2 separate regions of the Oryctolagus cuniculus genome follow, and region 2 is linked to region 1. Evidence: chromatin contacts called from public Hi-C data. All regions are on one chromosome and are shown on one strand. The core of a region is the stretch at or near the end of the contact, and the rest is flanking DNA. Distances in the headings are between cores, read along the strand shown.

What was found. Hi-C and Micro-C count contacts between places; a contact is called where the count stands out from the background.
Region 2: a contact with region 1 is called in a Hi-C map of liver, with 9 times the contacts expected there. The contact joins two enhancer-like sites. A contact is called at or near these places in 5 of 6 Hi-C or Micro-C datasets (ear pinna, embryonic fibroblasts, liver and 2 more).

What each region holds. Positions count from the first base shown.
Region 1 is chr9:80,499,579-80,507,500 of mOryCun1.1, reverse strand. No RefSeq gene overlaps it. Among named protein-coding and RNA genes, the nearest start is that of STARD13, 49 kb to the left of the region's middle. Within about 2 kb of position 3,985, at least 2 of the 8 cell types and tissues checked have an H3K27ac peak or open chromatin away from gene starts, as enhancers often do.
Region 2 is chr9:80,694,504-80,702,425 of mOryCun1.1, reverse strand. The region is part of intron 1 of STARD13 (StAR related lipid transfer domain containing 13); the gene reads right to left. Among named protein-coding and RNA genes, the nearest start is that of STARD13, 150 kb to the right of the region's middle. Within about 2 kb of position 4,010, at least 1 of the 8 cell types and tissues checked has an H3K27ac peak or open chromatin away from gene starts, as enhancers often do.

The DNA of each region.
Region 1 (7,922 bases), core at 2,736-5,235:
GTGCAGTCTGGGTCCTATCTGGTCCCAGCCAAGCAGACGAAGGAGGAGAATTCAGCGCCCTGGGCTCTACTCCCTTCAAACTTCTCACTGGGCCCCGGGAGCTGACCAAAGCTTTTCTATTCCTCTCGCATTCAGAGTAAGAAGACTGTTGATTTGTCTTGGAGTAGTTGTTATTGCCTTTCTTGGAAAACCTGATAACCAAGAGAAAGGCTTGGCTGACTTACAATTTATAAATTAAAACCAGTCTGCAGATAGGGAAATAGGCCAGGTGATTCCTTTGTATCTCTTCTATCCTGAACTTCCCAAGTTCCTAGGATTTAACAACAAAAGAAACCCCTTTCTAGAGACTTTCACTTTCCTTTGTTAAGAAGGTTTCCCCTCAAGCCTTCCAGGTAAGGAAGAAATTGACTTTCCTCCTCCTTGGTTCTGCTTAGCGCTCCTTATCTGAAAGGATGGCTACACTGAGAACATTCATATATGCAAAGCCTGTTCCTTCCTGCCTTTGGCACATATTTAACACTTTCAGATGAAACCTACAGATAGCTGAAATGGCCAGGCTGCCACCTAGTTTACCATAAATACAACAGCACCACCTTGTGTTTTGCTTCTAGGAGAATTTTCTTCTTCAGCAGGACAAAAGCTTGGCAGAAAGGTGGTTTAGGGTGTAGGACTAGGCCTCAAATTCCTTCCCCTGGAAAAACTACAGTCATCCTGTGGTGTCCATGGGCAATTGGTGCTGGGACTTTCTGTGGGTACCAAAATCTAAGGATGCTCAAGTCCCTCATTTGCATAGAAACTATAACTCCTGTATATTTTAAATCATTTCCAGATTATATGTAATAACACAAGGTAAATGCTTTGTAAATAGTGTTATGTTGTGTTTAGGAAATAGTGTCTAGAAAAAGAGAGATCTCTACATAGCCCAGGAGCAATCTTTCTTTTTCTGAATATTTTCAGTCTGCATTGTTCGAACCTATAAATGAAGAAGTTGTGGAGAGGGAGGGCTGGTTGTGTCAGCAGCCACTACCACTTCTTAAAAAAAACCATCGGTTCACTATCAGTCAACAATTATCTCCTATCAAACTATATAATTTTTACAATATCAAATGTGGCTGGAAAATGGAAGCACAGAAATAAACATTGATAAAACTTGGGTAAGCACAAGGCTTTACTAAATATCACAGGAGAAAGGTTAGCATCAAATTCTCATTACAAAATGTTGATGCTATTATGATTGAGCATTTTTTTTCTGAAAATTCTTTTGTATTCAGAAAGGTAGCTTTTGAACCATGTATTTGCCTATTAAAGTTTTTTTTTAAATAAAACCTCTGGCAGTTCTATGTGAGCCTGGTTAAAATATTTGTTTTCTCCAAGCAGAGCTGTAGATTCATATGAGGGCAGTCTTCAAAACATTCATGGAAATGCATATTATTTATGGATTTCAAATTTGTACCAAAATAAACTTATCTATTAATTCAATTTTCTATGAGCTGTTTGAAGCACCCTCATATATATACTTTTTCATCTTCACTATGGGGTGAGCTGAGAATTTAATAGATGACTATCATTGGGGCTGAAGAACCATATTTTATAAGCCAAAAAATCAAAATACAATCTAACCAAATTTACCACTTGTCAGAGTTTTCCCCCCAATGAGAATATGACTAATTTAAAAAGACTGTTTCCAATTAAAATTTGAAATGTCAAGATTAGTATAACAAATTAGCAATTCTTTGTCTCTGAAACCACCTGGAAAATTGAGTCAGGGACCTTAAAACCTACACCTCATTGTAGGACTAGAAAATAGCAAACCACCTGTATTCAGGACCCTGTTGGGATTGACCGTGCAGAAAGTTTTACCCAGAAAGTCTGTTAGAAGCCTCATTATTGTTACTTTTAGTTGTAAAAGGAGAGTGTAGTCTTCCAAGTGTGTCTGCTATTGTTTACCCCATCTACAATTTCAAGTTACTGTGCTAAGATAATAACTTTTTTATTTTTATTTTTTATTTAGTAAAATAAATTTCCAAAGTACAGTTTATAGATTACAATGGCTTCCCCCCCCCCATAATTTCCGTCCCACTCACACCCCTCCCATCTCCTGCTCCCTCTCCCATTCCATTCACATCAAGATTCATTTTCAATTATCTTTATAGACAGAAGATCGATTTAGTATATATTAAGTAAAGATTTCATCAGTTTGCACCCACACAGAAACACATAGTGTAAAATACTGTTTCAGTACTAGTTATAGCATTACTTCACATTGGACAACACATTAAGGACAGATCCCACATGAGGAGTAAGTACACAGTGACTCCTGTTGTTGACTTAACAATTTGACACTCTTGTTTATGGCGTCAGTAATCTCCCTAGGCTCTAGTCATGAGTTGCCAAGGCTATGGAAGCCTTTTGAGTTCACCGACTTCGATCTTATTCCGACAGGGTCATAGTCAAAGTGGAAGTTCACTCCTCCCTTCAGAGAAAGGTACCTCCTTTGTTGATGGCCCGTTCTTTCTACTGGGATCTCACTTGCAGAGATCTTTCATTTAGGTCTTCTTCTTCTTCTTTTTTTTTTTTTTCCAGAGTGTCATGGCTTTCCATGCCCGAAATACTCTCATGGGCAATCTGCGATACACCAATCTGTGACTCTTTTCCTAACAATACCCACCCCTGTATACAAAGTTACTTCAAAGAGTTCATAAAAGTAAAACTAAAAGATATGTTTATTTTGATGCAAAATATTTGGGGGGGGGCAGTGCTGTGGCGCAGTAGGTTAAAGCCCTGGCCTGAAGCACCGTCATCCCATATGGGCGCCGGTTCTAGTCCCAGCTGCTCCTCTTCCATCCAGCTCTCTGCTACAGCCTAGGAAAGCAGTAGAACATGGCCCAAGTCCGTGGGTCCCTTCACCCATTCAGGAGACCTGGAAGAAGCTCCTGGCTCCTGGCTTTGGATCGGCGCAGCTCCAGCTGTTGCAGCCATCTGGGGAGTGAACCAGTGGATGGAAGACCTGTATCTCTCTATCTCTACCTCTCTCTGTAACTCTGTCTTTCAAATAAATATATATTTAAAAAAATTTTATTTTTTGGAAAATTAGGTGTATTTTGTTTCTGATACATATTTTTCCATGAAGATTTTATAGACCCTTCATAGGTACGGATTTCAACATTTTTGCACCAAAATAAACGGATCTTTTAAAGCCATTTTGATGATCTCCTTGGAGCTCTTTCTTTCCAGGCAGTTCACTGTTTTACAGCATGCTGCGGGGGTTCTCTTAGGCGGACAACCATGCTACAAGCCATGGCAAATTGAAAGTTAGCAGAAAATGGTTTCAGAATATTTCTTACTCTCCATGTAAGTTATGAAGGAAAATAACATTCTTGCAAAAGTTCCTGTAGCCTGAACCGCAGTTTTGAAGCTGTCCACAGATCCATGGAAAGCTTTCTTGGAACACAGAACGAGAATTCTTGTGTAGAAGAATAGCCTGCCTGTTTTCAGAAGAAAGGCGGGAAAAGTGCCGGGAACCACACCCACTAATGATATCAACAGTTTCCAGAAGGCTTGCCCGTAAAGTGGTGCCTGCTTGGCTGGACAAAGCAAGCCTGCTGTGGCCCCACCCCTGATGTCAGCCGTGGGTCATGAACGTGGGACTCTTCACATCACGTGGTATAGGACCTAATTCACCAGGTTCACCTCTCTCCCCGCACCGGAACTCAAACGCTGACCTTCTCCTCCCGCCCTGCCCTAGCTGTGCCTGCGTGCCCTGCTCCTGTGGAAGAAAGCTGCATCTTTTCCAAGAAGAGTTGCTGTCTTGCTCAGATGAAAGGCGTGAAGCCAGGCTGAGGTGAGCTTGTTATCAATCAGCCCTGATTGGCAGAAGATGACCCAGTTGCCAAGCCTGTCTTTGAGCAGTGATGAAGGTGAAGCATCGTTCGGCTAGGCGCTAAGTAGGCACTGTAAATCATGCTAGAGGCTGTACCACTTCAGTGCTGGAGGCAGCAACGGAAACGAGTAATGTGCTACCAGTAAACTGCAGTGAACTCGGTCGTTCTGAATGCTCGGCACCTGCTTGTGTTTGTAAAGTGGGAGTTCAGGTCAGGGAAACTTGGAGCTATTGCGCTGCAGCATGATGGATTCTGTCTCATTAGACTCCATGCACATTTAAGTGAAATTTTGCTTTAAACAAGGCTGAGGAGAGCAGGGGCTGTGGACATCTATGCTTTTAATCCTTTAGGAAACATTTCTGTCTGGACAGGTTGTGGAACACGTCGCCCATCTTTAAAAATATCCTAACCAATCCTTCCTGGTCACTCAAGTCTCACCTCTTTATGTGGCCTTCCCTGGTGCGTTTAGTTTGCAATGGGTGCTTCCTCTTAATTTTTTTAAGATTATTTGTTTATTTGAAAGTCAGAGAGGGAGGGGGAGAGGGAGAGAGATAGAGATAGAGATGGAGAGAGAGAGAGAGAGAGATCATCCATCTACTGGTTCACTCCCTAAATGGCTGCAATAGCTCCATCTGAGTCTCCCACAGGGGTGGCAGGAGTCCAGGTACTTGAGCCATTTTCTGTGGCCTCCCTAGGTGCATTAGCATGCAGCTGGATCAGAAGCAGAGCAGCTGGGACTCCCTCCAGTATGGGATGCTAGTGTGACAAGCAGTGGCTTAACCTGCTGTGCCATAATACTAACACTAGATGCCTTCTTTGTTTCCTGAGCACTTACTGTGTGCTCGGTGATTGCATGCCTTGTCTTTGCCCATAGTGTGCTACTATGAGAACACTTCAAAAAGTCTGTGGGAAAATGGAATTAAAAGATATCTTTATTTTGATGTGAAAAATTTTTGAAGTGCACACACAGGATTTTTTCAAAATATGCATTTTCCATGAACTTTCTGAAAACTTCATATTTCTACATGTGAAGAGAGCACATTTTTACACTTTTAGAATTTGGTTTTTGTTTGTTTTGTAATTACACATTTCAAGCAATCTGTACAGGTGACACATTAACTTTTCTTTTTTTTAATATTTAAATTTTTTTTTTTTTGGACAGGCAGAGTTAGACAGTGAGAGAGAGCGAGAGAGACAGAGAGAAAGGTCTTCCTTCTGTTGGTTCACCCCCCAAATAGCCGCTATGGCCAGCGCGCTGCGCCAATCCAAAGCCAGAAGCCAGGTGCTTCCTCCTGGTCTCCCATGCAGGTGCAGGGCCCAAGCACTTGGGCCATCCTTCACTGCCTTCCTGGCCCACAGCAGAAAGCTGGACTGGAAGAAGAGCAACCAGAACAGAATCCGGCGCTCCGGGATGCAGGCACCGCAGGCGGAGAATTAGCCTAGTGAGCCATGGCGCCAGCACAAAACTTTTTAATTGTGAAATTTTTTTAAAGATTAATTAATTAATTAATTTGAAAAGCAGAGTTATAGAGAGGCAGAGGAAGAGAGGGGGAGAGAGGGAGAGAGGGAGAGAGGGAGAGAGGGAGAGAGGGAGAGAGGGAGAGAGAATCTTCCATGCACTGGTTCACTCCCCAAATGGCCAGAGCTGGGCTGATCTGAAGCCAGGAATCAAAAGCTTCTTCCAGTGTCGCAGGTGAATGCAGGCACACAAAGACTCGGACCATCTACCACTGCTTTCCCGGGTGCATTAACAGAGAGCTGAATTGGAAGTGGAACAGCTGAGACTTGAACCAGTACCCATTTGGGATGCCAGCACTGCAGACGGTGGCTTTATCTGCTACACTACAGTGCTGGCCCCTTAATTGTGAAATATGGAAATGACATTTCGTATAGTTTCTGTTCTCCTGAGAAATGGAAAGATCCTAGACTTCAGTGTCAGATGGATCAAGATCCAGACCTTAGTTTAGACCTTTACAAGTTATGTAATTCTGAACAGTTTGCCTAACTTCTTTGAACCACAGTCTTCCTTGCTTGTAAAATTGAATCACCATCAAAATATCTGGCACAAGATAAAGAATCAGTGCAATCATGTATGCTAGTTGCCCAGCTCAGTGTGTATAAAGTGTCCAATAAATGGTGGCCAGAAACAGAAATATTAGGAACCATAGCAGCAGGATTGTTACACACAGTGCGTTGTCTTTCTGAAAGAGATTGTTCTTGAGAAAATGGATTATGTTACACACACTTGCATGGAATCGCTCAACAGTTCCTGTATGGGGTACAAGCAACACTCAGTGCCAGTTGAAGTGTACTGACATGAGAAAGTCGGGGATCGATACACTTGCTCAGCAACAGTAACAGTAGGATTGAGGCTAAGGTTACCAACTATTCTGAAGAATGAAACGTGATGAAGACAAGTGCTTCATCAGAAATTTACAAATAAGAACTTCCTCTTTCACACAGTGCTGTTAACTTTAGGGTGAGGAGGATGAGGAAGAAAGGTAAAAGAGAGAGAAGGGAATGAAGCAGAGCTGTTACAACTTGGGAAAAAGGACAAATTGTAGGGGACTGCTGCTCCTCCGCACGCAGAGGAGCTGCACCGGACCGGACGCTTGTTGTTCCCTTTTTTACAAGTCCTTTCTATAGTAAAGTAAGAATAAGTAAACAGCAAATTCCCAAAGCAAGAATGAGTAGAGAGAAATGAGAAAGAACGAAGCAACGAACTTCCCCGCGAACTCTCCAACGCACTCTCCAACCAACCCACACCACCATGCCGTCTCTCTCCTCCTATATAGTCCTCTCCACCAATCCGTGCTCTGCTACCCACACGCCGAGCGCTGCTCTCCTCCAATCAGGAGCAGCTCCTGCAGCTTGTCAAGTTGGTGAGAGGCAGCTGGGTAGAAGCTGTTTGCTCCTCTCCCAGCGCCATATTGTGGGAGAGCAGATGTATAGAATAAGTCTTAATTCCAGTAACAGTATAGTCCGAGTTGCTCCCCACAGGGACACAGACGAGGGAACTCATCTTTGCTGAACACTCTATGTCAGCCCTTTGCGCAAAATCCTCACTGTCATACTGAACTGTATTTAAGTCCTATTAGCCTCAGACAGCTTGAATAAACATGTCTAAGAACCCACAGCCAGTAAATGGTAGAACGAAGACTTGTTCTCAGGGCTGCCTGTCTTCAAATATGAGTTCATTCACAGCTCCATGCTGTCAATCCTTTGTGCAGAGGACTAAGGTTGGCTACCCATGCCAGTCTCTGCTCCAGCTGCCACCCTTCTCCTGCCCTTCACATAGGGTGATACATAATTTATCATTCAAACCAAGACACATCTGGGACTGAAAGAGGGAGATATTAATAATTCCTCCAGGACTCTGGGCCAAACTGGCACTGTCCTGGACAATGCCGGACATTTGATCACACCAGTCAAAAGAGCCCTAATAACTCATGCTGTCATTATGCCATTCTTGGTATTCACACTCCAAATGCTCTCGGTGAGATCATCAAAGACTTTTATGTACTTAAATGACAAAGACTTTTTAGCTTTCATTTAGTTGGCTCCTCATTATGCTATTCCACTGAGAATTTCCTCCTTTCTAATATTACCTCTTGACTTCTTGGATAATATGCCCTACCAGTTATCATTCAGTATTTTTAATTTTTCTAATATGTGATTGCCTAACTAGTTTTTAAATATTGGAGCCCTTTAAGGCTTGATCAGAAAACTTCTTATTTTTTTTAAGTTTTGTGTCTTTCTATGTGTTCTCCTTAGGGAACCTCATGTTCTCTAATGGCTTCAGATAGCACTTATATATTAATTACTATCAAATTTACATTCCCACATAGACCTTTCACTGGATTCCCAGGCCAGTGGTTTACTCAGCATTGCTACTTAGACACTTAACAGATGCTTCAAATTCAGGAAAGCCTCAAACACATTTCTTTTTCCCCTTTCCCAGCAACTCTATTTTCTCCTAATGGCCACTAGCTCCATGAATGTTGGTGCCATCCATCCATGTACATAAGACAGCAACATCCT
Region 2 (7,922 bases), core at 2,761-5,260, 190 kb before region 1:
TATAATTAATGCATTCCAATATTGTGACGAGAGCTCAAATTGTCTTATCTATGACCAGTGGAGACTTTTTCTACTTGACTCCTAAAACCCTAGTAGTGCTTGATAGCTACCCAGCTGCAGCATGACAAGCTGCTCATCCTGAACTTCTGTAAACCTAGAATTAGAATTTTTACCAACAAGCCCTGGCTTCTTTTCATGAGGTATTGTATTTAAGAACACAATCTGGGCAATAAGAATAATCAATGCCACGGGGTTGGTCATTGTTTCTAGGCGTTTTCAAAGCAAGATAGAGATGGAGATAGAGTGAGCAAGTGAGCAGCGGGGTGGGGTCAGGCAAGATACATTATGAGTTCATATGGATACTTCCAATCTTGCAATTCAAATTTAAGACCACAGAACATTTACAAAATTTATCATCTAGTATATATGTATGTACTTTCTTCTACACTAAAAATTTTAGTTCTCAAAGATGCAAGCCATGACAGAACTAGAACACCCAATTATTTGTTTTCCCTTCACATTACATATGCAACAGACTCAAAATATACCAATATTACCACCACTGTGAGTACCAAAAACATTTATTTTTTGCATGAACAGTCTCTATTCTCCCTCTTGCCCCCATTTTTTTTTTTTTACTGAATTGTATGAACTCATATGGAGATTTTTTTAATACTTAAATGAGACTGTTCTTATACCCCAAAGTAGCCACAGACTCTTCTGTTATTTGAGAATTAAAAAGCTGTGGGACCTACCTGAGAAATCATTCAAAAAGTGGGTAAGAAATCATCGACTAAAGAGACATGAAGAAATGACAGTAAAAATCTCTTTGTTCACCCTCTCAAGTTATTTCTATACAGTAAAATGATTATCTCTGGCAAATGTATGCCAATATAACTTTTTAAAAATGATTTATTTATTTATTTGAGAGGTAAAGTTACAGAGAAAGGGCAAGACAGAGAGAAGGGTCTTCCATCTGCTGGTTCACTCCACAAATGGCCAAATGGCAGGAGCTGGGTGATCCAAAACCAGGAGCCAGGGTCTTCTTCTGGGTCTCCCATGTGGGTGCAGGAGCCCAGACACTTGGGCCATCTTCTACTGCTTTCCCATTCCACAGCAGAGAACTGGATTGGAAGTGGAACAGCTGGGACTTGAATAGGTGCCCATATGGGATGCCGGCACTGGAGGCAGAGGCTTAGCCCTCTATGCCACAGTGCCGGCCCTTCCAATATAACTTGTAATAAGCTAGGAGGTACATGGTTGGATCATGTGATCCTAAGCCAAAAATTTTTTTATAGTTTCCTGATGTTGGATGTCAGTCAAACCTTCCAACTCCTGAGCAAATCTCACTTCTAACTGGAGCCTTCCCCAGAAGTCCTAACTGTGAGAACTAATACAGAAGGCATATACAAAGCTCCAGCTACATGATAAGCACTTAGCAAATGGTGTTTGCTATCATGACTTTCTTTGCTATCATGTTTAAGAAATACCACTGCTTACTTTATCATCAGGAATTTCCTATTACAGGAGTAATTATTCTCAAGGATCCTAGAAAGAAAGGGCCTAATATACTTACTTTATATTCACTGGAATAGTGGTCAGAAATGTTGCTATAGAATTTTCCAAAAACTATTGATTTCTGATCAATAAATAGAGATAAGTGGAGTTAAAATATCACAATAGATATTGGGAAGGCAATGAAAGCCTGTTTTGTTAATTGAGTGCATGTTGCACTTTCTCTAATATCAGTATCATATTGCTCATTATCAATAGAACATATGTCTACTGTACGTCCTAGAGACATCTAACAAAGCACTAGGCCTTTTTTTAAAAAAAATGCATTATGTTGCGGTATCAAACTGTGGAAAATCTTTGGAAGGGTACTGGAGCTCAGTGGGAGACATGACTTAACTGGATGATGCTTTGATGTGTGTAAAGTTACCTCTAAGGAGTGGAAGTATGTTCTGTGCAAAACAAGGAAAATGGTGAAAAGTAAGACAGTGAGAAACGTATGCCTCTGTCTGGTTTTAAATGTAATTCAGCAGGTTGACTTTGGAATTCAACATTTTTATAAAGTTTTCTTTCTTGTCAAATATTTAATTTAGTCTTGTAATTCTTGTTTGAAAGATATTTGGAACTACATGCTTTCCTTTATTTCCATGCATTTTTATGCTTGCATTTTGTAATCATGTACAATGTTATACAGGAGGAAAAGAACCTTTTATTTTCTTGTGTAGTTCCTTTAAATGCAGAATACACTGTTGAAACACTGTTTAAAATAGTTCTGAAACATTTCAATGATCTTTGTTCTTATCTTCTTTTTATTCTGATTACTAAGTGCCTACTTAAAGTCCATGAGAGTAGTGACTGGTCCTGTTTTAGCATTATTCCAGAAGTGGTTATCCATCTTCCAAATTATTCATTACAAACAAAACATTAACGTCAAAGATGGAAAGTGAACAAAATTAAAACGCACCATTTTCTTGATGAGAGCAGACTTTTTGTAATTAATGATTTTTCCAAGTTGTGGGCAAAATACAAGTAGAAGCAAAATGGGCTTCTTTATTACATAAATCCAAATCTTACCAGCCAAAAACAAAGTTTGTAAAAAGCACTATGTAGAAATTTGAGATCTAAGTTTTCATTTAAATGAAATATTGATGCTTTAAAAGTTTAGAAATTGTATATTATTTTTGAACTATAACAATTTCAAATTAATACAAGTAAAGGACACCTTGCATTTTAAGTTTTCCATGGAGAATTAAAGACAATCAATTAAGGATACTTTTTTTTTTAGTAATTTAAAAGTAAAATTTAAAGCAGTAGATAATTGAAAGAGAAAAACGTAAATTTACGATTCTGATTTTGAAAAAATTCAGTTATAAGAATTAAAGGCCTGCTTCAAAGGGGAAGAAAGTTCTTAGAATATGTTGGTTGTTTTTCACTAAGTTCAACTTTATTTTGAACATAAAAAAACTTATGTTCTTTATCACAGAAGCTGAAGTTAATGTACTCCAGCCCACAATGACTATTTGTGTTTTGGGGATAAAGGGAACTTTGCTCCCTTATTTATGGCTTCTTCTTATTTCTCTACAATAACTCCATTCAAGAAAATAAAAGACACATTTGTTGTACTAATTCCACCTAAGCACTTTATAAAAAGATGACTGCCAGAAAAATCTATACTTAAATTATTGTACTGTAAAGGAACTAAGTATCTCCTTACAGAACTCCTTATAGTAGCTGGATTTAACACCCAGCTAGCCATCATCATGACCTAGAAGAAGAGCATCTGGTAGGTTTTGAGACATTAATAGAGCAGGGTTACAGAAAAGTGACTTTAGATTTGATACTTTATTTGTGTGTGTGTGGGTAAATAAAATTAATATATATGACCGTTAAGCCAATGGTCAACAAGATGATTAAATTGTATTGCCATGAATGCCACATGCCATTATATCATATGTATTTTTAAAGTGAGGAAATTAGGAAATTTGAACAATGCAAATGTAATTTGGATCATTTTATGGTCAATAAGTAAGAAATTTATCCACTCTAAGTCGGATTTGCTTATTCTATGGATTAGGAAGATTAACACAAATTATAAAATAAAAAATAACCTCAGGAAATAGAATATTTGATTTTGAAATAAATTTTCTTATCACAGGACAAGTCTCCTACTGGATCTGAGAATTCATATTTACTACTTAACATACTATACTCCATTGGTAAGAAAAGAATTAAGTAGAGATTAGGGGTGTGTATGAGAGTAGACATGACAAAAAAATGAAGCCAAATGTCTTCCATTTAAGGGGTCTACAACTCACCAAGGACTAGAACAAATCCTATAAACAGAAAGACTGGCAGAGAGCTCTTGTAATGAACGTTCAATTGTTCTGGTTCTCATGTTTAAAGAAAGAAGAAATTGCTTCCCTCAGCATACTACACAGAACTCTCCTGGGATGTCTGATGACACCCTTTCCTCCAATCTCTGTACAACTCAGACTAGTTATTAATACACTGGAGGAAAGCTCAGATTTCACCCTGTCATAGTCTTCCAAGGAACTGCCTTGCTGCACTGTTCAAATGGTGTACAGGAACAAAATTTTCTTGGTGTCATTCGTATTAGAGTTTCTTTCTATTAAATTCTATTGTAGGTTAAATAAACTGTCAAATTTTATTTCATTCTATTATAGTAAATTATATTTTAGGCTACAAAAAGTATTTGAGGATTTATTAAATAGCAGCAAGATAATAAATACCATAAAATCTGACACTTGAACACTACGGATGATAAAACAGTTTCAGAACAGTTCAGACCATGGCTTTTAATAAAAAGGACAGATTATTTACATAGCTGAGGCAGCTTACTGTTTCACTGTTTTTGTGCTCTAGTATGTTAATGCAGTATTTAGAATTTAATAGGGATCCAATCACTATTTATTGAATAAAAATAAAAAAGGCCTTTGTGATAGGCATAAATCTGGATATATTTTGGGTTCTGCAAAGAAGTTATTGCTAATCATTCCCCCCTTAAGTTAAAAGTACCTTTCCATGCAAATAATTTTATTGGGGCCAGGATTGTGGTGAAGAGGGTTAAGCCACTTCCTGAGACACTGGCATCCAATAGGAGTGTCAGTTTGGAGTCTCATCTGCCCCACTTTCTATCTAATTCCACGGTAATGCACCTGAGAAAGCAGTAGAAGATGGCCTGAGTGCTTGCGCCCCTGCAGCCAAGTGGGAGACCCAGTTGGAGTTCCAGGCTCCTGGCTTCAGACCCAGCCATTGTGGCCATTTGGTAAGTGAACCAATGGATGGAAGCTCTCTCTCTCTCTCGATCTCTCGATCTCTCTAACTCTGCTTGGCAAAAACCTCAACATTTAAAATAATAATTTTATTAATAGTAGAACCTAAGCACACACACATCAAATTCTTTAGAAACAGTATTTAAAAAAAAAAACACAAAAACTCAAGAACTACCCTGGGAAGCAGACATCTTTAATGAATCAGGAACTCCGAGGTTCAAAAAATTAAGTCACTTGCACAATTCCATCCATGTAGGAAATGGGGTATCTGGAATTAAGTCCTGGTAATTTGGAGTTTTCTACAGCACTCCCATAGTTGTGAGCTATGTTTTTATAGAATCATTCCTGACATTACAGTAAGAAATCAATTCTTTCTGTACCTGCGAAGTCTGTATTACTCTATTAAAGAAAAGGATGTCTTTCTACCTGACTAGAGCAGGTGTTTCTGTTGTAAGAATAACAAAGTTGACAGACTGAATTTACTGCTACAGCATAGTCATGTTTGACTTATTAACAGAATTACCCTGATCCCTCACCAAGCACAGAAGGTGTTCCTTGTGCAGAAGACAACAGTTAGGTAAACTTAGAGAGAACTAAGGGTATATCACAGGAAGCAATCTGTGGCAAGGCTTCCAGGAGGCTCCATAAACATCTCTAGAAGCAAGACAGAAAGTCCTTGTTGTCTTCTGGTTTGTTTCTGATGGACAAAATCAGTTTCAGTGACACTGGTACAGGAAAAGGGCTCTATATTTCCATTGATAACCTCAGATTAAAAGCACTTTTTAAAACATATTTTATTTTATTTTAATTTTATTTTATTTTATTTTATTTTATTTTATTTTTGACAGGCAGAGTGGACAGTGAGAGAGAGAGACAGAGAGAGAAAGGTCTTCCTTTGCCGTTGGTTCACCCTCCAATGGCCGCCGCTGCAGCCGGCGCACCGCGCTGATCCGATGGCAGGAGCCAGGAGCCAGGTGCTTTTCCTGGTCTCCCACGGGGTGCAGGGCCCAAGCACCTGGGCCATCCTCCACTGCACTCCCTGGCCATAGCAGAGAGCTGGCCTGGAAGAGGGGCAACCGGGACAGAATCCGGCGCCCCGACCGGGACTAGAACCCGCTGTGCCGGCGCCGCAAGGTGGAGGATTAGCCTATTGAGCCACGGCGCCGGCCTAAAACACATTTTAATCATGTACATCCTCTTAACTATAAAGAACTAGAAATCTAGGTAAAATACACAAAAGGTCTTGAGAGGGCAAGATTTTGAAGAAGGTTACCTGGAAATCTCATGGCCAACTCTGTTTTTCCCTTTGACTAATTTTTCCAATTTGAAAACTGTCACAGAGGCTGGTAAGTAATGCAGAGAATGGCAGCTGAAAAGCAAAGAAACTAAGAGCTTTCAGGAGTTTCATATCTGAAAAAACAAAAATTGGGGCCAGTACTGTGGCGTAGTGGGCTAAGCCTCTGCCCACAGCTCTGGCATCCTATGTGGGTGCTGGTTCAAATCCTGGCTGCTCCTCTTCTGATATAGCCCTCTGCTTTGGCCTGGGAAAGCACTGGAAAATGGCCCAAGTGCTTGGGCCCCTGCACCCGCATGGGATACCTGGAAGAAGCTCTTGGTTCCTGGCTTCAGATTGGTGCAGCTCTGGCCATTGCAGCCAATTGGGGAGTAAACCAGAGGATGGAAAACCTCTCTCTCTCTCTCTGCCTCTCCTCTCTCTGTAACTGACTTTCAAATTGATAAATAAATCTTTTTTTTTTTTTTTAAAGAAGACAGGGTCTAATGGAAGATCCTAACTATAAAACTCTGTCCCACCCACTCTCTCTGTTCTGCTTAAAGATGTGATTGCCAGCTGTGACACCCACTTCAGCCTCCAAGATCCACCATGCAGTCTTCTCCAGAACTGATGCCATGCATGAGTCTCTAAAACTAAACTAAATAAGGATTTCCTCTTTATAAGTTAGCTGCTTCAGGTATGTTGTTACAGTAATGCAAATCTAACCAATTCCCCACTATAGGAGTAATAGACCTGAAATTGACCAGACCAAACAAGAACTGAAAACTTGTTTGAAATGATCTCAATCCCCTATTAGATTAAGGTACTGTATTCTTAGCCTAGCCTCCTAAAAGAAAGAAAAGTAAATCCTTTATAAAAGTTAAAAAAAAAAAAAAAAAGAAAGAAAACCACAGAGAGAGCAAGCCTATAATTAGTTTTCATAAACAAAGAATTCTGTTAAGAATTTCAGCGCATTTCAAAGAATACAAATAATAAAAGATGACAGAAACAAGATCCACAGATGATTCAAATATTGGAGTTATCAGGCATACACATGTCCAAATGGAAATTCAGGAGAGAAGTATAAAGCTATAAATAAGAATCAAATGAAAATTCTAGAACTGAAAAATCACAGTGACTCAATAAACTGAAATTTGATATTCAAATTACATCTATAATAAACACAAAACATTTAGGAATAAATTTAACAAGTATGTGTAGCATCTGCATGCTGAAAATTTGCAGAGAGAAATAAATTGAGATACCATGTTCACAGACTGGAAAGCTCAATATTTTAAAACTTACCAGTTCTCCTCAGCTTGATAAACATTTTCAACAGAATCTCAGTAAAAACCCTAGTAAGCTCTTAAGAAACCAATTCTAACATTTATATTCAAATGCAAAGGTCACAGAATGATCAAAATAATTTTGAGAAAAAAGGTGCAATGTCTTTCCCTATCTGATTCAATATTTACACTGGTTTTGTAATCAATACAGCCTGGCACTGGCTTAAGATTTATTCATCAATGGAATTGAGGAGAATAGTAATTCAGAAAAGTCAGATGATTTTTCATAAAGGTGTCAAGGTAATTCAATGGAGGAAAGGATAAACTTTTCAACAAATGCTGCTAAAATAAATGAATTCCCAGTTTGAGACTACGAATATCAAAACGTTATTGTAGTACATTAAATGGATCATTGGATAAATGAAATATAGCTTGAATATTAAGAGAATTTTATACTAACTTTATGCTAAAGAACTTGAATATTTGGATTACATATAAAAATTCCTAGAAAAACACATCTTACAAAATACATCTCTTCAAAAGACTCTATTAAGAAAA